Regions from separate parts of the Capra hircus genome. Here region 2 is linked to region 1. Evidence: chromatin contacts called from public Hi-C data. All regions are on one chromosome and are shown on one strand. The core of a region is the stretch at or near the end of the contact, and the rest is flanking DNA. Distances in the headings are between cores, read along the strand shown.

Region 1 (4,079 bases), core at 221-2,720:
CGAGTGTGTGTGGCAGGGTGGGGAGGTGGGGACAGGGACCCTCCTGGCTCAGTCCCACCTTCTGTCTGCCAGTTCTTTCCACGCAGACACACACTGACCCACTCCCACCTCAAAAAACAGGCTCCAGCGCACCTTCTGGGACCCCTGATCATTACCCCAAGGGCCCCTCCCCAGGACCCTGGCTTCACACTGGCCTGGGGCTCCCACCCTTGCTGCCCAAATGAGGCTTGAAGTAGGTTGAAGAGTGTGCCCCCACAATTCATGATCACCCAGAACCGCAGCATGTGACTGTATTTGGAAATAGCCTTGGCAGATGTCAGTGGTTAAGGTGAGGTCAGAGCGGGTGGGGCGGGAGCTGGATCCAGGGACCAGTGTCCTTGTAAGAAGAGGAGGGACAGAGACCCGGGAGGAGGCCACATGAGGACAGAGGCAGAGACTCGAGTGAGGTGGCCTCAGCCACGCGACATGGGGAGCCACCAGAGCAGGGAGGGGCAGGAAGGACCGTGCCCTGGAAGCTTCCGGAGAGAACTGGGTCCTGCTGGCACCTTGATTTCAGATTCCAACCTCCAAAGGATGAATTTCTGGCTTTTTAAGTCAGTCTCGGGCATTCGTTCAGCAGCTCTGGGACAGACACAGGGCTCACCCCTATCCCATCTCCTCAGCTCCGGTACTCTGGCCAGGGGGACAGATCTGGGCAGTGGGGCACCCAGGAGACCCCCACTCAGACCTCCAACTGTGGGTGGCCTACCGGGACCCGCCTGCCCTCTCTGAACCCCAGTGCTCCATTCAAGCCACACGCCGTCTCCCCTGGGCTCCTGGGCCTCAGAGATGAGCCCAGTGGGTGTGGAGACCTCTGCGTGGCCACGTGGCTCAAGGTCTCCCCGATGACGATGCCCCCCTGCCCCGAACATTGAGATTCAGGGAAGGGGAGGGCCACCCAGGTTGCTCTTCTAATTAACCCTGCTGGGATGTCTGCTTCCCAGAGGACCTGGGCTGGATACTGCATTGTTACCCCCATATTACAGACCCCAAAACTGAGGCTCAGACATGGGGAGCGGCATGCCTAGCCCCAAGAGCTGCCCTCTCCCTCTCCTGGGGCTGGGAGGGCCGGGAGTGAGAGCAAGAGGTCTTTGCCCCCAGCCCGGCTAACCCCTATCCAAGCAGCTCCAAGGCTCCCACCCCCGCAGGCAGATCCCCCAGCTGCGCCTGGTTGCCATGGTGTCGGAGGAGGAGGAGCAGATTCCTGAAACGCATCCAGAACTTCACCCCAGCCCCTCCTTCCTCACTCCCTTCTCCAACATCAAAGCCTCCTTCTGTCAGCTGAGGCCTGGCTACTTCCTCCCCAAGCAGCCAGGGAGCACAGGAGGTGAAGGAGGTAGAGGGTCCCGGACGTGAGTCCCAGGACTCCAGCCCAGCCCCTTCCCAGAGCAAGGGCTCCAGACACCCACCCTCAACCTCCCCACTGGACTGGCCAGACTCCCCATCACTGCTCACAGGGAAGAGTCCTGGGCAGTTTGCAGGGCAGGCGGGCTGGTTCCAGCCTCTGTGCCTGCAGTTCCCTCCATCTGCAATGCCCTTCCTCGTCCTGGCTTCCTTGAGTCTCGAGGCTCCCGCTGCCTCCCACACCCGCCTTCATCACAGTCATTTCCTTGTTGCACGTGGACCTGACGCTCCCATGGGACTGGGAGGTCTTAGGGATACAAACTTCCATGTCAGCTTTTTCCTGAACCTCCAGCCCCTAGGCCAGGCAGATGCTCAGTGAAGACGCAAGGTGGGAAAGGAGGGAGGGAGGCAGGAAAGAGGCAGGGGAGATGGGGAGGTGTACGTCCATCAGGCCACCCTCCCACGTTCACACGGACTCACGCAGGCAGGCTGCTTCTGCTCACCGTTGTCGCTCACACCTCCCAGCACAGATCTCACTCCTCTGTGGCCGACAACTGCTTCCTGCCTGGTCCCAGCTCACTGGGCTCTGTTCCCTGAGGGTCCAGCGTGGAATCAACAGGTGACAGACTGTCACCATCGTTGGATGGCATCACCGACTCGATGGACCTGAGTCTGAGCAAGCACTCGGAGTTGGTGATGGACAGGGCTGCAGGCCATGGGGTCGCAAAGAGTCCGACACGACTGAGCCACTGAACTGAACTGAAACTGTCGCTGGGTTCAGGAGGCTTCTATAAACGCACGTATTCATCAACACCTCGAGACTTGAAGCACCAGCAGGCCTGCTACTTCCAAGCCCATCATAGGTCACAGGCGGGCTCAAGGTGGGAAAAGGGAGTAAAAGATGGATATTTATCAAGGTCTGAGCGGGGCGTTAATCCCAGTGCCCCTCAGCCCCCGCAACCACCCTGGCAGTTAGTTTGAGGAGCCACAGATGAAGAGACCAAGGGTCCGGGAGGCAAGGTCACTGGCCACGAGCAGACTCTGCGCCAGTCTCCTGGAGAGGAAGAGCAGGTTATGCCCAGAAGCCCTTGGCCATGGGGCCGGCCAGCTGGGGCACAGGCAGCGCTGAGAGGGATACACGGGCCAAGGCAAACGGTGTTATATATGCACCTTGGAGCCCCTCTTGTAAGCTGGACCCATCTCAAGTGGGGAGCAGAACTGGTCAGACCCATCGGTCTCCCCAGACTTTCCACTGAAGACAAGTAGGTCCAGCAGAGGTCGCCTCTGAAGACAGAACTGGGACAGGGTTGGGAGGAAAAGATGGTGCGTAGCACTCTCTTTGCACAGTTCTGGGACTATCTGAATTTTACCAAGAATGTGTGTCATTGTTATTACTGAAAAGAAAAAGTGAAAGTGTTAGTCGCTCAGTTGTGTCCAACCCTTTGCAACCTCATGGACTGTAACCTGCCAGGCTCCTCTGTCCATGGGATTCTCCAGGCAAGAATACCGAAGTGGGTTGCTATTCCCTTCTCTAGCAAATCTTCCCCACCCAGAGACTGAACCCGGGTCTCCTGCATTGCAGGCAGATTCTTTACTATCTGAGCCACCAGGGGTGAGAAGAAAATGAACATCCGATGACCCTGAGGTGCTTCTGCGCCGTGAGACAGTCATGGCAAAGCCCCAGAGAGGCTGCCTTCCCCCGGCCCTCCGCCTCCTGTGGAAGTGCATCCCACAAGCTAGGCCCCAGACCCAAAGGTGGCCATGCATTCATCCCTTCCGTCATTCATTCTTTCACGACTCTGTGTTAGGCCCCTGCCCACCAGAAGTCGCTGGTCTAATGGGGAGACAAGCACAAGGACCACACACCACAAAATAAGGCAACTGGTTCTGGTGAAGGTGGTGCAAGAGTGTGCCTGTGGGAGCAGTCCGGGAGGGCTTCACAGAGGAGACAGCTTTGAGTGGACACCTCTCACAGGATCAGAGATCTTGAACATGAGGACCTGGGCTCTGGGCTGGCCAGAGCAGAGCCCCAGCAGAGCTCACCCCCTTCCTTCAGCCTCCACACACTCCTGGCCGCCTGCACCTTCTGCCTCATCTGTTTGGAGCCAGCTCACTGGGGAGTTTCCATACCCGCAGGCCTGTGTCTGCTACCAATTAGGAGGCAAGGTAATTACACCGTGATTACAGACATGCTGTTCCACTTCTTAATGAGCTACATGGGCTTAGGCAGAAAGGTCTCTGCTGTCTGAAACTCAGGGACCACGCAAAGCTGCAAGGCCTGTGTGCTAGCCCAGAGGAGTCATTTTCCAACTACTTTCAAGCCCTTGAAACAGATGAAAACCAAGCTATTTGGGTTGGGGTGGGGTTGTTGAAGGGGGCTCTGGGAGAAGGATCCAGGGTCCCATTTGCTCTGTAGCTCTGGATCCTGGGGAGACGGGGGCTGGGACTGGTCCTGGGGGTGGGATCAGGGAGAGTGCTGGGGAGAGAGTCCACCGCCCACGTCTCCCAACTGGCACACAAGGACTTCAGGATCTTCAGAACTGTGTGCTCGAGCCCATGCGTCTGGCCCAGTTAGCCCATCTTTCACAGCAAGCAGTGAGTCTATACAAACAGAAATGGAAATATGACCTTGAAAGGTGTCATAAAGGACTTCAGCCGTTTAATAACTCCACAGTTTCCTTTCTTAAATTTACAGG
Region 2 (4,195 bases), core at 706-3,205, 60 kb before region 1:
TCCTACTCCAGGGGAGCTTCCCGACCCAGGGATCGAACCCTTATGTGTCTCTTATGTCTCCTGCATTGGCAAGCAGGTTCTTTACCACTAGCGCTACCTGGGAAATCACTCATAAAAGATTCCATATTAAAAGAACAAAAGGGAAACAACGTTTCTATGACCACACAAATTATAGTGCCTTAAGCAGAGAGCTAACGCAACCCACCTATAAGGTAACATCCCATTTTTCTTCTAATAGATTATTTGCTTTACGTAAGGAAAGACGGCTAAAAAACACAGCCATTAAAATGTTGAATTACACAGTGTTGTCAAGCGGGCCAGCTCTGGTCTAAACCATTCCCAGGCTGGGTCCGTCCAGATCAGAAGAGGACCTAGAGTTGCCACTTTCCCTGCCACGCACGACCCGAGGGGGAGAGGAGGAACAGAGGGGTGAGACAGGGGAGAGAGAGGCTGCAAGACAAAGCAGAGAAAAGAGAACCGGAAGGGAAAAAAGGCTTTCCTACCAATAACTTCACCACAAAGTTAACATGAATGTCGGCACAGGTCTACCGGACATTCCTTACAGGACTGCACATTTAGGCCAGAACAACCACTGGGCCCTGCACTACATCTCGGTACAGCAAACACACTGCGCTGTGCACTCGACCGACTGGGCTCAAGAGCTGGCTCCCAACAACACACGACAGACTCCGATGCTGAAGGTGACGGCAATGGGGAGAAAGAAGAAAAGCTTCTAATGGGGGCCAGTCCTGGGTGCTAACCAGCCTGGGCTCTCCTTCGGGTGGGCTGCAAGCCCCAAACAGTCCATTTGTCCCTTGACCCGGGGCTGACCGCCCACGGTAGTCCTTTGCAGGAAAGACGAGGGGGTGGGAAGGCCCTGGGCAGGGCTGACACACTCCCAGGGATCCTCCTGGGTGCAGGGGCCTCTGCCACATCAGTCCTGGATTTCAGTCCCTGAGCTTTGGGGCCACGGCCGGCGTGGAACTGGGAGCAGGCTGGGGACCAGGTGACAACCCTGGAGGGGCTTTAAATACCTGAAGATGCTGACAAGCAGCTGCAGGGTCATCTGCTGGATCTGGCAGTTGAGCCGCTGCTGCCAGGCCCGCCTGGAGGCCCGGCCCTCGTTCACGTCTGTGCTGGTGCAGAGGTGAGCCAGCTCCAGCTCGTGGTGCAGCTGAAGGCTCTGGACCCTGGAAAGGAACAGAGGGATAGTGACCACAGCTCAGCCCACAGCATGTGACCACTGCTCACGGGCAGGAGAGAATCCTCCAGGGACAGCTAAATTGACCTTCTTAGGATGCTCAGAACACCTATCAATACCGGGGTGGGGGTTGGAGAGGGGATGTTGTTAAAAACACATTCCGGCTGGGAGTCTATTCAAGTCCCAACACAAACAGCTCACTAGTGAGGAACCCACAAAGGCCTTGTCTTTGGACCACAGGTGTTTTTGTCCAAGCTGAGTCATCCCGTCCCTCTTTTCAACACTCCCTCTTCCACAACGGCCAAAGGGTTCCCAGAGGGCCTGGGCACGAAGGCCCTGCCCAGTCAGGTGCGGGTGCTCGAGGCGTGGCCACCCGTTCGGGGGCGGTTCTCGGGGACGGGGGCTCCCAGGGATCTTCATCACACAGGACCCCCGCCTCCCCAGCACCAGCCATGGCTGCACCTTTAGATGCGACTTTGGACACCAAGGAGAGAGTCGGAGGCTTTAAATATGCAAATAAACCCACATGACACGTGTCTAGAGATCCGGCGGGGCAGGGGGACACGGCAAACACACCCTCTGCTCAAGGCGAGGAAGACAGCATGGCACAGGGCGCCCAGGCGCAGGGGCGTCTTCCCACCAAAGACGCTGGGTGGGTGCTCAGGCACCTGGTCCCCAAGAGGAGGCCCATGGCCATGGCTTGGATGACAGTCCCAGGGCCCTTCACAGACATGCCACCAACCACGCACAGGTTAGTTCACGTTTATAAACAGCCCCTTGTGGTGAGCCTGAGACGCCACCTCCCACCCCTGGGGGTCTGACCAAGTGAGAACCCTGGGAATGTTCTAGAATTCTCACAGTAACAAGTGGGCAGAGGCGAGGTCTCATCTTATTGGATGTGCTCCACCCAAACAAACACTTGAGAAGCTTCGTCAGACGCTGGCCAAGATCAGTCCTCAAAAATCGGGGAATGCGGACTTGGCTTATCAGAAACCCAGACGGTGAGGAATGTGGGTTTCGCCTTCTGAGTTCACACAGGGAGACACTCCACCAGGCCACCTGGCTGGGCCCTGTGAGCACGACCCACCAGTCACGCGGGCCTCCACACCCGCAGCCCAGGCTCTGGGTGCTGTAAGATGGTTTACGATGGGAGGACCACTGATACAGGTGGCGCTCCCACCGACTGCAGAAACCATCCGGGGAGAGGGAGTAATCAATGCCAAGATGTGACAGGCTGAACTGTCTGTTCCCCAAATTCCCACGTCGGAGCCCTGACCCCCAGTACCTCACAGTGTCTATGTTTGGAGTTGGGGCCTTCAAAGAGGCAATTAAGTTAAAATGAGGTCATGAGGCTGGACCTACTCCAATATGATGGGTGTTCTTATAAGAGGAGATTAAAACTCGACACCCCCAGGGGCACGACCACGTGAGGACACAGGGAGGAACCAGCCCTACTGGCACCTTGACCTTGAACTTCCAGCCTCCAGGACTGGGAGGCAGTAGATGTCTGTCGCTTAGGAGGTGTTTGTTACAGCAGCCCCCACTGACTGATACACAGTAAGAGGCACAGATGAGAATAGCCAAGTTACGGAGCCAGAGGAGGACCACCCGCTCCCTCCCCTGCTCTCAGGCCTCGGCTCAGCCTGTGTCTGACCTCCTAACAGCAGACAAGATAAAGGGGGACAGTGAGCAGATGGGAGACGGCCAGTAGCAGCTGCTATGCTCACCCCCGCCCCTCGCCCTGCAAGGGTCTGCCCATGAGTTCCACACCCGGCCTGCCTGCGGTCCACACTAGGGCTGGAATACTAAAAGCAGGATCTCTCCCACTACCACCTTACTAGGTACCAAAGAGGGGAATGTCCCTCTGCAGGACCCCCTGAGGGGGCCCGGCTCTGTCCTCGCCCACCCTGGATCCACCTTCATCCTGGCACAAGTAGTGACCACACCTCCCCTCACTCGCCCCCGAAGACACTCGTGGGGCGGCCCCTCACTGCCACGCCTCTCCCACCGCGACAGAAGCCGTGGGACCTGCGGAGCCTCACCAGTTATCACCTGCCCTCTTTGGGAAAAGTGCGTCAGGCCTGAGCTCGGCCAGTAAAGTGTAGTCATAGAGACGGCCACGACACAGTCACGGAAAAATAGCAGCACTGAGAGCGAGCTCTGTGTGGGGGGAGGGGCGGGGGCAAAAGGGGAAGACAGCTGCCCGTGCAGGGAAGGGCAGGGGTCACAGCCGTCAGGGTCCCCAGCTGACAGTGCCACGAGGCGGGGGCCACGTCGGCTTGCTCATTATACAATACTCTGCCCGCTGCACTGGACACATATCTGGTGAGTGCATGGGTGAAGAAATGAATGAAGGAGAAGGGACTTCAGAGATCATGAGTCCAGAAGGGGGCTGGGAGGTGCCCCGGGGGTGTGACTCCTCTGGTTCAGGGGCCACTTAGTATTTAGACAGGTTCAGAATAAATACAACCAACTTTTACATTTAAGCATTCACAAGTAACTTCCAAACTATTAAATACATTTTTTTTTTAAGTAAAAGTGTTAAGTCGCTCAGTCGTGTCCGACTCTCCGCAACACCTTGGACGGTAGCCCGCCAGGTTCCTCTGTCCATGGAATTCTCCAGGCAAGAATACTGGAGTAGGAAATCATTCCCTTCTCCAGGGGATCTTTCCGACCCAGGGATGGAACCCAGCACTGCAGGCAGATTCTTTTTTTTTTTTTTTCTGCAGGCAGATTCTTTACTGTCTGAGACACCAGGGAAACCCCATTAAATACATAAACCATCTGTTAATATAAGAATGGAAAAGATACTCAGATGTGGCAAGTACAAACCTGAGCAAGACTTTCCCAAACATACACGATCTCTCCCCTTACCTCTGAATAAACGTCTGTGCGGCCAGGAGAGGGATGTCGGGAACATCAACCTCCTCATCGTTAGAGTAGGTGATGTTCCCATTGTCGATGTTTATCAGAATTAAACCATCGGCTTCCTAT

The links. Hi-C and Micro-C count contacts between places; a contact is called where the count stands out from the background.
Region 2: a Hi-C map of blood shows a contact between it and region 1, with 2.8 times the contacts expected there. The contact joins two enhancer-like sites. A contact is called at or near these places in 3 of 5 Hi-C or Micro-C datasets (all in blood).

Annotation. Positions count from the first base shown.
Region 1 is chr14:79,308,917-79,312,995 of ARS1.2, reverse strand. No RefSeq gene overlaps it. Among named protein-coding and RNA genes, the nearest start is that of PTK2, 28 kb to the right of the region's middle. Within about 2 kb of position 1,470, at least 1 of the 5 cell types and tissues checked has an H3K27ac peak or open chromatin away from gene starts, as enhancers often do.
Region 2 is chr14:79,368,866-79,373,060 of ARS1.2, reverse strand. DENND3 (DENN domain-containing protein 3) reads right to left here. Exons shown (of 23, transcript XM_018058637.1): 8 at 4,076-4,191; 9 at 1,035-1,190. Among named protein-coding and RNA genes, the nearest start is that of DENND3, 21 kb to the right of the region's middle. Within about 2 kb of position 1,955, at least 1 of the 5 cell types and tissues checked has an H3K27ac peak or open chromatin away from gene starts, as enhancers often do.